Linked DNA regions of Mus musculus: regions 2, 3 and 4 are each linked to region 1. A link is a contact called in public Hi-C and promoter capture Hi-C data. All regions are on one chromosome and are shown on one strand. Each heading gives the region's core, a stretch centred on a gene start, on an enhancer-like site or on the middle of the called end of the contact. The rest is flanking DNA. Distances are from core to core; before and after follow the strand shown. Region 1 holds the start of Wrnip1 (Werner helicase interacting protein 1). Region 2 overlaps E2f3 (E2F transcription factor 3). Region 3 holds the start of Uqcrfs1 (ubiquinol-cytochrome c reductase, Rieske iron-sulfur polypeptide 1). Region 4 holds the start of Dusp22 (dual specificity phosphatase 22).

Region 1 (3,450 bases), core at 563-3,062:
GAATGATGTATTCCAGCAAATAAAGAGGTGTGGCTGAGAGGAGCTGCAAAGGAAAACAGGATAAGCATCAGGAATGTGCTTGTGAATGAAGCAGTCTGAACCGTAAATTGAGAAGAGCTCTTTATAATCCTGGGCCCTTTCCTGACTGTCCACAGGACGGTCCGGGTATCCTATGAGCAGGACTGTCACTTCACCACATTTTCTCAAGTATTCTTCCAGTGACCTGTTCTCTAAACCCACGGTATTCTAACCAGTCTCCTCTGGCTGTGGCTAAAACAGAACATTGATGCTTTTCTCAAGCAGCAGTTGGTATGGGAAAGTTATGGAAATGCCTGTTGAAAACGAATCACAGAAGAGAGACTTCTATTAGTTCCAAAAACCAGTTAGAATAAGCCAATTAGTGGGAGAGGGGGTCAAGTATAATAGAAAAAATTTAATTAGTTTTCCACAACAAATGGAGCATACAAAATGTTTCTTCCCCAATGTTTGCAGCATGTCCCCTGCCTGGAATTGGGTCACTAAAAATCATGGATATGACCACAAAGATAGCTCAAATCTCTGTCCACATCTCTGCATAAACCAAGAAAATTGGGCATTTTCTTGTGAAAAACGCCCAACAAGGGGTCTGGGGAATCTGGGGAAATGGCATGCTTGCTTGCGTATTACAAACTCCGCTCACGCATCAGGACCGCGCCCCCAGGCCTCCCTCTCCAGAGGAGGGGTCCGGAATCTAAGGACCGCACCCGGCTCAGAATACCTCCGCGGCCCTTGGCAAAAACAGCAAGAGCAGCACTCACCTTACCGCAACCTGGCGGGCCCCACAAGATGAGCGAAGGGATCTCATTGGCCTCCAGTAGCGAGCGGAGCAGAGTCTCCTGCCCTACGGCCCTACTCTGCCCGATGTAGTCCTGCAGCGTGTCTGGACGCATCTTGTCAGCCAGCGGCTTGCCCTCCAGCATCTGTCGGATCTCCTCCGCCGCCAGCGCCCGGGGATGCGCGCGGCCCGCGCTGACTCCGAACGAGGCGTCGGCGGCGTCCGCATCCCAGTGCCCGGGATCGTCCTCACCGTCCACGTCCGCGTCGCCATCGCCGTCCACCCCCGCCTCCTCCTCCTCCTGCGCCTCCGCCTCATCCCAGCTGCGCGGGGATGCGCTGCCTGCGGCGGCTGCAGCCGCTGGTCTCTTCCCCATACCCTTTCTGGCGGGGCTGCTGGAGCGGGCCACCGGGAAGTCCGGGATAAGGCGCGCACCGCTGGGCGTGGGCGGTGCGTCGTAGCTCTCACGGCTCTCGGTCTCGCCGCCGTCATCGCCCTCCTCGCCCTCGCCTTCGCTGCTTTCGGCCGCCGTCGGGGTGGCGGGCTGCTTCAGCGCCGAGCTCTCCGACAGTCGACGCCTCTTGGCGCCGGGTGGCGAGGGCCCCTTGGCCCGCTCCCCAGCGCGGTGAGAGCCGGCCGCTGGCTCCGCGTGCCCCGCAGGGTGCAGCAGCAGGCAGCGGTCCAGGTGCGAATTGATGTGCGCGGCGGGCATCATCTGCTGGCACACTGGGCACTGCACCTGGTGCAACTGCGACAGGAAGGGGTCGTCTTCCGGCCCGCTCACCTCCATGGTGGCAGCTGCCCTCCCTGGCGCCCGTGCGGCTGCACCTGCCCCTGAGAACGCCGATGCCCGCCGCTAGGCCCGGTGCCGCGCGACCCTCGCGCGGGTAGGGAGCAGGACACGCACGGGCCGAGGGAGGGCGCCGCTCATGCCTCACGTCCTGAGCTCCCGCGTCAACTCGCCCTCGGCCCGCAGCTGGCAACGCCTCGCGAGTCGTGTCGGGAAGTGTAGTCCAAAGCGGGCAGAAGACTCCGCAACCCGATGCCCCCAATCGCCGCCGGCAATTTCTCGCATTGAACTTTGGGAAATGTAGTTCTCCGTCACAACAGGCCCTCTCGTCTTCTTCGGTCCCTGGGAAGAGCCTTTCTGTGGCGCTGCTTGGATAGGCGTGGTGCGCGTGCGCATGCCTGCTCAGTACCGGAAACAACCGCCTTCGAGTAAAACCCAAGCGGAGGGAACTTGGGAACCTGGCTTTCCAGGATTTTGGCCTTCTGGGTGCGGAACTAGAAATGCTGTCATCAGGGAGAATATTTGTAATAAAACTAAAACGAAGTGGAAATACCCCAGAAGTGCCTAGGAAGCTGGAGAAAGGGCTTCGACATAAACACACAAGAGCTACACAGGTAGACAAAGTTCAATTCCGAAGGCTGCTCAAGGAAATGCAATAAAAGGGATTCCCTCCCCTGTGCCCCTTAATTTTACTTTAGGACCTGTCGCCCAAAGTACTTGCTTAATAGTTATCTCTAGCTGATATAATAGTCGTAAACTGAAAATCACCGTTGTATCCCAATAACAAAATGATGGCAGGCAGTCCTTAAAGGTATTTCCAGCAGACAGGAGCAGGAAATGAGTACAATAGGCATTTATAAATGTATATTCTCTGGGTGTAGTGCTGTGTACCTTTAATACTAGTACTCAGGAGGCACTGACAGGTGGATCTCAGAGTTTGAGGCCAGCGTGGTCTACATTTTGAGTTCCAAGTCAGCCAGGGCTACATAATACAAAATTGTATTTTTACTTTTGAAAAGCAAATTTAAAAAGTTAGTGTGGTAGTCTACATCCATGTATTACTGCTTATGATTTTATTATGCTTTTCTGTAAGTTACTCCTTGGAAAGATGCAAAAGGAGCTGGAGAGGTGGCTCAGTAGTTAAGAGCACTTGCTGCTATTGTAGGTTCCTCTTTCAGTTTGCAGCACCAGGTCAGAGGATCTGGCTCCTTATTCTGGCCTCTGGGGGCACTACACCTAGGTAATGCACAGTCATACATGCAGGCAAAACATGTAAATATAAATGTAATACATCTTTTAAAATATTTAAATACATATAGGTAGATTGAGAGGAGTGTGACTTGTTAAGTTGCTAAGGCTGGAATTCTCAACCTGTACCTGGGGGCTACCAAAAACATCAAAATTTTATTATAATTGATTATTGCTGATAATCAGAAATTAAATGTGTTAAGGGAAAGCAAAGACTTATGAATCTTGTCAAAATTTGAGTGTGTATTTACTTTACCACCCAACAGTATACAGCAAGTTACAGTAGAAACTTTTTATTTACTGTTTTCCCACTGAAGGTTTAGTTATCTTATGCTATGAAGTAAACTGGCAATAGCTAATGTGACGTGAGTTACAAATTCTGTTACATACCTAAGTGTAGAACTCATCTGTTCCCGTTCTGGCTCCCAAATAGCTGACACAAAGAACTATTAAGTTTAATAACAAGAAGCAAGCCTAAGCTGGACCATTCTGGGCTATTCTAACCCTCTAAGGCTGATAATACCCAGACAAATGCCCTGTTAACATGCCAATCTGGTCTTCCCCTGGCTCACTCTGGTCCATGTGTGTCCTCATGACT
Region 2 (3,450 bases), core at 404-2,903, 2.8 Mb after region 1:
CACACACACACACACACACACACACACACATATATTTAATCCCTTTCCAATTGGCTTTTTTTCCCAACTTAACCCTGACTTATAAATAGTCTATATGACTGGCTGTAAGCATTGTCCCAAGCTAATCAACTCCCAAGTCTTTTCACTCATCTACTTTTAAATAATATTTTAATCAGGGTGGGGTAGAAATTGTTTACTTGGTTTACTGAGTCCCTCGAAGTCCACGAAGCTACCTGAAATAGCGCAAGGAGGAGAGATTCCAGTTCTTCCCATCCCCACCTGCCATGCTTAGAGGACCATCCCTAAGTTCTCTGGGGTACAAAGTATGTGGTCTGATGCACACGTTCATGGCTGTGAGCAGCTTTAAGTAGTGTTTCAGGAATTGTGTTTACAGTTGCTAAGGAGTTCCCATCCAATAATATTTGATGGGACTGAGGAGACCCGATAAAGGGGACAATATTATATATAGAAAACCACAGATGTAGGGCCTTTCACCTCCCCATCCTGTCTCCTTTCCAAGAATGACTAGGAAAATAATCTCACACAGAGAAGAGGTTCTGGTACTAACTACAGAAGGTAGGTACCAGAAAGCAACCTTGCTGGGATGAGACCAGCAAAGTGGGGGTGGGGTTAATACAGCCGGATTATTTATCTGGCTTTCCCATGGAGGGGGCGTTTGATTTATTTTCGTCACATACTTTTGCTTTAAACATTGCCTTTAAGCATTTAAGTTGCAAGAATATGTTTCTCTACCCTGCTTGCCTTAGTGGGAGTCAATCTTGTGGCCACAGTTACCTGTAACTTTGAAGATGTGGTAAAGCCAGGATGGAATCCAAAGGCCCCTGTGAACTTGGCGACCCTAAGTACCAGGTCTCGGTTGGTGCTTTGTCCTGGTAAAGCAGGAGTTGTGTCAGCTTGAAGATAGCAGATAGTATGCAGAAGATAGAATTAATGACCCAATTGTTTGCGGCCGTTTGTAATGTAAAGGCATGGCAACATCCCTCTAACTTGACGGACAGTATTTCAGGTTAGCGTATTCAATATTTGATCAATCAGATGGTCTTGGGAGTTAAACGCTTTTCCTATCCAACCACTTCTTTTACAGGTAAGACAATGACAGGCCCACTGCAATTAAATTACTCAGCTAAGGTCACAAGTCAACAGGGGGCCCCTCCGAGCCAAAACTGAAATTGGAGATTTTTGCCCTCTTAAAACCTCTTTTTGTGAGGAGAGGGTTAACTGTCTTACATGCCCTACATGGGAGGCTTAGGTGTGCAGACTACTAAACTCAAGTTTCTTTCAGATGCGGTTACACTGCCCCAGAGACACTGAGAAATCAAGGCTACTTTAGACACTCAGTGGAAAGGACTTGTAAGTGGAAAGGAACGACAGGTTCCCTAAATAGTGGTAGCAGTGTTTTTCAAAGTTTGATATTTGAAATTTCAGTTATTTGTTCTTTGGATGTGACATTTCGGGTGCCCTGACAGAGACAGTTTTACTTAATCAACAACAGCCTCAAAGGACTTTTTTAACTTTCTTGAAAGAGGGGCACCAAGGGAAGTGTTGTCCGGAACCATCTACATCCCGAGTGACAGTCACGGTTTGCTCCCTGGGCCTTTGCATTAGACCATTGACCGAGAGGCTCTTCCTCTGTGGTTAACACCAGGAAGATTTCTGATGTGTCAAAGCTGCCGATCACTTAACTCTTTCGGAGGAAGTTGTCTAAAGTCAAAGCTCATTTCCTTAAAATGACCTTTTTATTTTACTTGTGGAACTGAGAAAGCTTAAAAATAGAATTGCTTCAAGCTCTGAAGCCAGAACGTGAAACATGATCCAACATGATTGCAGCTCCTAGCCTGCCCTGGGACAGGGGTATCTGTTTATCTGTAATCCACCAGCCAGGAAGGTCCCCTGTGTGTGTAAAGGCTGACTTCCTGTGAGCCATGAGTAGCAATTGATGAGAGCCCTGTTATCAGGGAGGCTGAGTTTCTCTGGAAGCACATATGATGGCTAGAGGAGGTGAATGCCCTTGGCCTTCCCTGCCAGCTCTCGCCAGTCTGCTCTGGAGAAGCCTGCGGAGGCTCTTCGTGCTCTTGAGTGATTGCTGAGAAGGGCTCCATCCTGTTCTACTCTCACGAGCCTTGTATGGACTCACAGTTGGAGGAGGTGAACACAGGGTCTATGCGTTTCACTCCTTCCTGCACTGAGATGTTGGGAAAGCATAGTCAAGAGGAGCGACCTCGAGTCTTGCTTACACTACCATCACGTCTGTCCTTCCGATTTCAGCCTCACTGTCCAGAGATGGAGTCTTGAGTATAAAAGACACACTCTCCTAAAAGGTGGAGTGAGAGACAGCTAGGTAGAAAGTTAAGTGATGGAGGCTGGAGTCCTCTGGTTTCCTTTTCTGCCTCCACCCGTCAGATGCTCTCTTCATTTCTCATCTTTCTGGGGTAGCGGGGTTCTCACAGGTGCAAGGAGTTGAAACCAGTGTCCCACAGATGTCATAGAGGGGCCAGGCCATCTCTTGGCGCTGTATTTTGCGTCTTGTTTTTTTTTCCCACTATTCTTTAGTGTCCGTTTCATACTGTTGGCGCCTCTGAGAGTGATGGTGACTGAGAGCGGGAGGCGTGTGTCCTGGTGTGGACATTGCCTGGTGCAATCATTGGACCCCCGGTCTTTGTTACCTCTTTCTAAGCTGCTCATTGACTCGGGAAAAGAAACAGAAGAATAAGTTTTTTATTGTCATGGTGCAATCTGCAGTGCCAGTGCTATGAATAAAACCTTTATTTCTCTGATGGAACATGTTCGTGAAACGGCACGAGGAATGCAAATTGCACTGTTAACATAATTTCATGTCTGTACAGTAAGCCATAGTTTAAGACTGGCTCAGAAATTGCATGCCAAGCCCTATCTAACTTGGAGGCGCCTTGGGTATGTATGTTAGGGCCAGGACCAAGTCTTGCTCACCAGAGGCCTCTTAAGCTCCCATGGAGCCTTTTTATCCCTCATTCTCTCTGGGTTTGTTTTTGAGATGGTCTCATGAAGCACAGGCTGGCCTCCAGGTCTTAATCTAGCTGCAGCTGGTTTCACCTCTTGGTCCTCCCCAGCACTGAGATTCACCCATAGGAGCGATGACACTCTTCCACAGTTGACATTCCTTGTGTTCTCTCTGCTCCGTCTGCCTCTTGCAAGTCGCTCAGACTTGCAGTTGGCTCCCTGGCTTTTGGGTATTGTGAAATCTTGATTTGACTGTTCATTGCTGCCTTGTTTTTCCTGCCTCTTTCTCATCAGTCCTTCCAGGCCCACCTGAAGAAAGTTCACACAGAGTATAGTCCCAGAGTCCCCAAGCCTTGGAGCGCTTCCGTAAGTGGCTTCGGGCTTTTTCTGGTGCATCATAGATTTCCTTATATCCCTATTGTTTGGGGTTTTGACTTTTTACCAAACCATCCT
Region 3 (3,450 bases), core at 286-2,785, 2.3 Mb after region 1:
CCATCTCTTGTCAAGCACTGGCACCACCAGCAGCAGTTGGCATCTAGCTGGGGATTTGGTTCCATCATGAGACAGAGCCACAGGCAGGGGCAGTTTGGGGTGAAGACTTCCATCTGGAGATTCAGCTGAGAGAGAAAAGGTTAGATTGATCTCTGCCATGGTGGATATTCACTCCTGGTTCCTTAGGTGAGATCTACATGGAGTGCATGCTTCTCTGGGGTTATCCCAGGTCCTGTCCCTGTTCAGAACATAACTGAATGAAGTGACAGTGACAAGAAAGGACCCAGACTAGGCAGCAAGTATCCTCCCTGGCTAAGGACACCTGCAATCATTCCTCTGTGAGGGCCCGGATCTCCTGGGTGTTGTTTTACATTGCTGCTATAACAAACATAGTGTCTTAAAACAACACAACTACATTGTTTTACAATTCCAAAGGTTTAGAAACCAGCCAAGGTCCTAGAGTCCATGTATTATACAAGCATCATATCACAATCATGCCAGAGTGTGCAGTGCTTAAATTCTTAGTTTTTTTTTTTTACTGTTTTTTCTTTTTAAACCCTAAAAGAATAAACGAAGTATTTGGTATAGAGAAAGTTGTATGGATGAGAACTTCATTCTTTGAAAGTGAATGCCATCTCTAAACTCAATTGTCTGTGTGAACTTGAAATCAAGGTTTGTTCTACTTGGAAAAGTGGAGATTTTCAAGTGTAAGAGGGATTAACGTTTATTAGCACCTCACAGAGACTTTGTTAGTGGTGTAGTCAGAACTGAAAGAGAAGTTAGAAAGTTGGCAGTTTTCTCACTATGTGAAGGAGAGTAAGAGTCCCTCCCTTTTGTACTGCTGAACATCACTTGGGAAACCCCACTTGTTCAGAAACAAACAAACAAACAAACAAACAAAAACCCCTCAGGGGTCTACAATACTCCACTGCTTCCTGGCAATCTATGCAGAGCAAAGGGTCTAAGGACCAGGTCCTTCACTGGTAAAATGCTGGTATCAATAGTGTTATTTCATCAAGATCATAATTACAAATGAACAACGAAGGAAACTACCAAATCAAAAGCGTAGTAGATCATGAATAATCGTAAGCCACCGTTTTGTTTTGTTTTGTTTTGTTTTGTTTTTGTCAAACCTTGCATATAGGTTTCTGGCTCTTTTGTTGTAAGAAGATCAAAATCGTCTTGGCAAAAGACAAAAAGCGGTTGGTATTTATTCTAGGTGATAGGCGTTAGGAAGTAGTAGTAGCCTGTTGTTTTTTTTTTTCTCATGCCTCGGTCGTCCCCGATTTAAGGTTTTGCCCTAAATGAAGGATCTCAATCACGACCACAAGAAATCCCTCCCGACTTCGGTTTTCCTGGGGCAGGGCGACCGAGTCAGACACCAGAGTGTCTCCAGGCCCTGCCCTTTCCTGCCCGGGCCCCAACCTGCGCCCGAAGCCACGCCCCCAACGCGGCGTCCCTCCCGATTCGCTCAACCTTGCGAAACGCCCTTTCCGGCGTCGCGCTGACGTCACAAACCCTGCGCCTCCCGCTCCTCTTCGGGCCGTCGTTCGAACGAAAGGTCGTCCCTGTGACCGACGAGGTGGTTTGAGCAGCTGTCGCCATGTTGTCGGTCGCCGCCCGCTCGGGCCCGTTCGCGCCCGTCCTATCGGCCACTTCCCGCGGGGTGGCGGGCGCGCTGCGTCCTCTGCTGCAAGGCGCGGTGCCCGCCGCCTCGGAGCCACCTGTTCTGGATGTGAAGCGACCCTTCCTGTGCCGCGAGTCCCTGAGTGGCCAGGCCGCAGCCCGGCCTTTGGTGGCCACGGTGGGCCTGAACGGTGAGCCGGCTTCGGAGTACCCCGATCTCGTTCCCTGCGGCGGCGGAGGGCGGTGTGCTGGGATGTGGTGGGCCGGCCGCGGCTACCTTGGCAGGCCGAGCGCTCCCCGGAGCAGGCGGGCTCACGGTGACGGGATGCTCCCGTAGCTGCATCCCCCAGGAGTCAGGAGCCGGTCTGCACGTCAGTCTGGGTTCCCTCCTCAGGCTTCACTTGACTTTCTTGATTAAGATCGGCCTCCCTGTATCATGGCTAAGATACTGTTAGTTACAGGAATTTGACCTTGGGCAAGTTTCCTCGATGTTACCACAACTTTGTAGGGGTGTTGTGAGTCTTACACTAGAGAATTCTATGTAAAGCCATTGGTACGGTTTAGACGATAAGTGTTCAAAATAGAAATTGAAACAACCATGTAGGAAGTTGTCAGTGTACTGGTACAGTCGCTTTTCAGCATCTTAACTCCCTAGCAGCCCCATCCCTATAGACACAAAACCAGCCCTGTCAGTTCCACTGTAGGGGATCAGCAGTGGTTTCAGATACCAGGCTCTACGGCTTTCATAATCTTACTTAGTCGTGAAGGCGAGGCAGTCAGAAATGATACTTTTTTTTTTTTTTAATACAGAAAACAGAGGTGAAGTGACCCACACAGTGGGAATCTATGCAGTGCGGTCTCTTCCTAGTTTATCTAAGTCTGCTTCACATTCCCTTGTGACTTAAAAATCTAGAAAGCTTTCTGGTGTCTCCTGAAATGTGGGAAGCTGCACTGGGCTCGTTTGGTTTCTGCTCCGATAGTTGACTGACTCTTCACTTTTTCAAGTAGATTAAACCTTGATTTCAAGTTCACAGGGACCATTGAGTTTAGAAATATCATTCACTTTAAAAGAATGAAGATCGCATCCATATAGCTTTCTCCTCTATACCAAGCAAAGTAACATACTATGATTGTTCAGTGTATTACCTACTTGGCACTGCTTGGGGTTGAGTTTATGACCTTTCTACATGTCAACCAAATTGCCTTCTTAGACAGCTTTTCACTCTGCATTCATTCTAATCCTGCCTCTCTGTCTGTCTGTCCTGCCTCTCTTTGAGGCAGGGTCTCACTATGTATCCTAGGCTGTCCTCAGACTCAAGGTCTTCCTGACTGTCTTCCCAGAGCCACCATGGTTAGCTTTTCCTGCAGATTTTTAATGATCCCCACTGGGTTTGCTGTTTATCTCTATTTTAGCCATTAACCTTAATGTCAGGTCAGATTACAAAGTTTACTTTTGCTGATATCTTGATGTCATTATAGCATGTTGACACTCTCCTCTCTATTGTTGAGACTTCTGGCCTTGGTTTAAAGCGGTAGAATAATAGCTCCTTAGTTTTTGTCTCCCATTATCAGGTTTTGTATACATTTGAGTCAAGATCTTTTTTCAGGGTAAATGTGAAGGGGCACTATTGGGTCTTTGAAAAACTTTTCAGGACAGAAGTGTAATAACTTACCTTGTTCTGAGTCTGTTTGGGTTAGGGGATCAGTAGGTAAGAAGTGAGGAAGAGAAAATTGCAGAGGTGAAAGCGTTACTTCAGTTTGTCAGATAGCCGAAAGGTTTCTGATAAAAATTGGTGGTGTGCCTGCTTCATGAAAGCATTTTCC
Region 4 (3,450 bases), core at 615-3,114, 2.1 Mb after region 1:
ATAGTAATCTGGGGTAGGCAGCGCCTGTTAGCCAATGGTTGGTTTTTGAGCATTTAAAATGTAGCAAGTACCTAATGAGAATTTAAGACTCCACAGGGAAAAAAAAAAAAGGTATTGCATAAATAATTTATTTATTGGTTGCGTGTTAAAATACTTTAAATATTCTCAGTTTAATAATATTCTTTACATGGTGATCATCTGTTCTAACTCTTCAAAGAAATTTCACTAGGAAAATGTAAATGATGTATCTGGTTCACATTATATTTGTACTGAACAAGCAGTGTCCTACATTGAGGAGGTCTGTAACAGACTTCTTGGTCCTTTCTGCTGGCTTTCCTCCCTCTGTTCCCAAAAGCACTACACCTAACATATATTCAGTACAGACTGTAAGTATTGAACCACTGAACATCTACATTTCTCTGTCCGTATAGTTTTCCATCTCTACACTAGAAACTGTGTCTGTACAAGCTGGTTATGATAATAAAATAGTCAAGGAATCTACTATAAGAAGTAAATAGCACAATGTGGATATGAATACTGCCACCTTCGCTGAGAAGTATGAAAAGAATATCCCTTAGGCAATCAATCACTTGTATACCTAAACCCATTCTTTCAATTAGAATATAAAATACTAGAAACCAAATGCAGAAAGGGACAGTAAACAGTGGCGCCAACTAGAAATGTCAAGGGAAAGCAAGCAGAGTCTGTCAGCCCCAGGCGGACATCTTCAACCGGTCTAATTTTAAAAGCAGAAAGCTCAGAGCGATGACTGATCCCTGTGCTAATGGGAACATAATACAAGCATATATTCATGAGAGGGAGTTTGTTTCAAATTTGATCACTGGCGAAAATAATAATAATAATAATAATAATATAATAATAATAATAAAATAATAAAATCCTAGTCACCAACACACAAAAGTCACAACGCACAAAAACATGGAGACTGTGCAAGGAGCATGCAGGCTTCCATCAAAGACATGTTCGTTCCCTCCTCGGTCTTGGATCTCTGCCTCAATAATCATTCCCATGGAAGTAACTAAACCACTGCAGAGCCCCTCGCCACAAAGCAGAGACAAATGTGAAAGGGTGAAGAAAGAAGGGGAGAAAGCGAGCCACACCGTTAGAACCTATAAACATGATGGATAAAGTAAGTGGAGACAAGATGGGGGGTAACACCAGAAGCTAACCAAACCCAGGACCATTTAAAATACTTGTAGAAGTACTTGTCTTAGTCCTGGGCATCCAGAGCCTTAGTAAGATTTCTCTTTGAACCAGCAAGTTCCTTAACCTTGAGACTGACACAAATAGAACCCGGAGGACTGTCACCGCCAGATCATCCTCAATCTAGGGGGTAGGGGTGAGAAAACCGGCCCAGAAGGTTTGGGCCACCACAGGGGCAAAGAAAGAGTTTCTAGAAGGCCTTGCGGCCACAACAGCCAGCCAACAGGTTGCCCTAAGGAAGCCCCACAACCCAGGGTCAACCAGCTCCAGACACCGAAAGCCATGTCAGTTCTAGGGTTTCCGTGAACTTCCCCCACCAGAGTGGCTTATCTGTGCACGCGCACACAAATCTGGGGAAAAGAGGAAATTACAGAAGCCGCCCATCTGGCCCGGTTCACCAATGCTGTGGGTGGCAGACGTCAAGGGGCCCGGTCTCAGGGGAGGGAGACAGACCAGCTCCAGCATGGGTCCCCCGCTCTCAAAGGGGCACGCTGTGCGGGTCAGGGCTGCGGAGGCTGCAGAAAAGAGGGTGCGGCCGGGACCGGACGTTACCTGGCTCATCCCACTCCCCATGGCCGCGCCGGGCTCGCCGCTCCGCGCTCGCGGGAGGAGACCGGGCGCGCAGCCGGGCGGGCAGGCGGGCGGGGCAGCGGGAGGCGGCGCCAGGGCGGCGCTCGCTGCGCGCTCCACCCGGGACGCGGCATTACTGTCCGGCCGTGCGGACGTCGGGGACAGCGGCCCTCGCCCCCGCGGCCGGACGCCCAGCGCGCACGCGCTCGTGCTCGCGCATGAGCCCCAGCCTACAACCCTGCAGTTTGCGCACGCGCGCCGGGTGGGGGGTGGGGTGGACGGAGGCAGGCGCAGCGGTAGGGGGGTCCCCAAGTCCCTAAAGGCGGTTTCCCCTGGGGCTCCCTGGTGCCAGTTACGGGCAGTGTCTCAGGCCTTGACTCCCCTGTTAGAGGGGCTCCCCTGTCTGGGTTTTCTGAGCCAACAAGGCGGGGGATTCCTGTGGGCCCTGCCCCACCCAACTCAGACCGAGAAGGAGCATGCTCTGGGAAAGGTGGGCTAGGTGACTCACCTCTGCAGAGACGTGACCCTGGTCGAGGAGAGGAACCCAACTGTCTCTAAATGGTCTTTTTCAGGGCAGTGTGTTGCAATGACTACCCCCAGAAAGCCCCCACGTACCTGCACTGCGGTTTTGTCTAGCGTGTGCATGCATTCTAGCATGTGGGCCATCTATCATCCTTGGTAATTTTTTTTTCCCCGAGACATCTGTGTAGCCCTGGCCCTGGCTGTCCTGGAACTCACTTTGTAGACCAGGCTGGCCTCGAACTCAGAAATCCACCTGCCTCTGCCTCCCGAGTGCTGGGATTAAAGGTGTGCACCTGGGATTAAAGGTGTGCACCACCGTGCCTGGCTTATCCTTGGTAAAATTTTAATTTCCTTTATAGGCACTAAGACCTGGGGGTTTGAACATCCCTTTCACTTGGGTAACCCAAGACCCTCAGAAAACACAGATACTTAACATTACTATTTAAAACAGTAGCAAAATTACAGTTATGAAAATAATTACAGTTATGAAAATAATTTTATGGTTGGGGGTCACCAAGTTATGAGTAGCCATATTAAAGAGTCACAGCATTAGGAAGATTGAGAACCACTGAACTAAAGGTTTCTCATTTCCATTTTGTATTCTTGACAACGCCCTACACCCAGTAGATGCCAGTACTTGTTGAATGAAGATAATGCCATGTTTCAAGCCCAATTCTGCTGGCCTTAGATCACCCTCCCCCTTCCTGGAATCAGCCCCAGGGGCTGCTCTGTTTTTTCTTAGACATCCTAGGCTTGATCTTACACAGGGTCCTGTGTTACTGACATCTCAACGCCCAATTCTTTGCATAGCTTTTTTGAGGTCTTAGTACAAAGGTCATCTCCCCATAGATTCTTCTCTCAACTAAAGCATCCAGTTTATAAGATATACTCCAGGTACCTATGACATTACTGTGTCATATTTTTTTCATACACTTAGGATCAGAAATTATACTTAATTGCTTAATATTGACCTATCTCATAAGCTAATAACTTCCTGAAAGAGGTCTTTCTGTCTTATTCACTACTTAGTCATATGTCTTCTGGGGCAGAAGCTAGCATAACATAGACTAAACATATGCCAAAATAATTAATGGGGATCTTGGCTGAGAAACCAGTGGGGAGGTTCTAAAAACA

The links. Promoter capture Hi-C pulls out the DNA fragments that hold promoters and counts their contacts. A called contact is a pair of places that touch in the nucleus more often than the background predicts. Capture Hi-C pulls out chosen DNA fragments and counts their contacts.
Region 2: a contact with region 1 is called in a promoter capture Hi-C map of pre-B cells, with 4 times the contacts expected there. The contact joins the enhancer-like site here to the promoter of Wrnip1 in region 1. A contact is called at or near these places in 1 of 39 promoter capture datasets (pre-B cells), 2 of 115 datasets of contacts at active chromatin or transcription factors (astrocytes and embryonic stem cells) and 1 of 9 other capture datasets (adipose tissue).
Region 3: a contact with region 1 is called in a Hi-C map of muscle stem cells, with 4 times the contacts expected there. The contact joins the promoter of Uqcrfs1 here to the promoter of Wrnip1 in region 1. A contact is called at or near these places in 5 of 39 promoter capture datasets (the C10 cell line, hippocampal neurons, liver and 2 more), 2 of 484 Hi-C or Micro-C datasets (CD4 T cells and muscle stem cells), 3 of 115 datasets of contacts at active chromatin or transcription factors (fibro-adipogenic progenitors, large pre-B cells and thymic regulatory T cells) and 1 of 9 other capture datasets (liver).
Region 4: a promoter capture Hi-C map of adipose tissue shows a contact between it and region 1, with 2.4 times the contacts expected there. The contact joins the promoter of Dusp22 here to the promoter of Wrnip1 in region 1. A contact is called at or near these places in 1 of 115 datasets of contacts at active chromatin or transcription factors (astrocytes) and 2 of 9 other capture datasets (adipose tissue and liver).

What each region holds. Positions count from the first base shown.
Region 1 is chr13:32,800,392-32,803,841 of GRCm38.p6, reverse strand. It overlaps Wrnip1 (Werner helicase interacting protein 1), which reads right to left and starts at 1,812. Exons shown (of 7, transcript NM_030215.3): 1 at 798-1,812. The coding sequence starts at 1,604. It also overlaps a transcript of Mylk4 not described here.
Region 2 is chr13:29,977,659-29,981,108 of GRCm38.p6, reverse strand. The region is part of intron 1 of E2f3 (E2F transcription factor 3); the gene reads left to right. Among named protein-coding and RNA genes, the nearest start is that of E2f3, 6.7 kb to the left of the region's middle. Within about 2 kb of position 1,653, at least 49 of the 459 cell types and tissues checked have an H3K27ac peak or open chromatin away from gene starts, as enhancers often do. A contact at or near this core is called in pre-B cells, where this site is marked.
Region 3 is chr13:30,543,401-30,546,850 of GRCm38.p6, reverse strand. It overlaps Uqcrfs1 (ubiquinol-cytochrome c reductase, Rieske iron-sulfur polypeptide 1), which reads left to right and starts at 1,535. Exons shown (of 2, transcript NM_025710.2): 1 at 1,535-1,817. The coding sequence starts at 1,604.
Region 4 is chr13:30,658,473-30,661,922 of GRCm38.p6, reverse strand. It overlaps Dusp22 (dual specificity phosphatase 22), which reads right to left and starts at 1,864. Exons shown (of 7, transcript NM_001037955.4): 1 at 1,777-1,864. The coding sequence starts at 1,797. It overlaps Gm35158 (a long non-coding RNA gene), which reads left to right and starts at 1,880. Exons shown (of 3, transcript XR_382157.3): 1 at 1,880-2,472.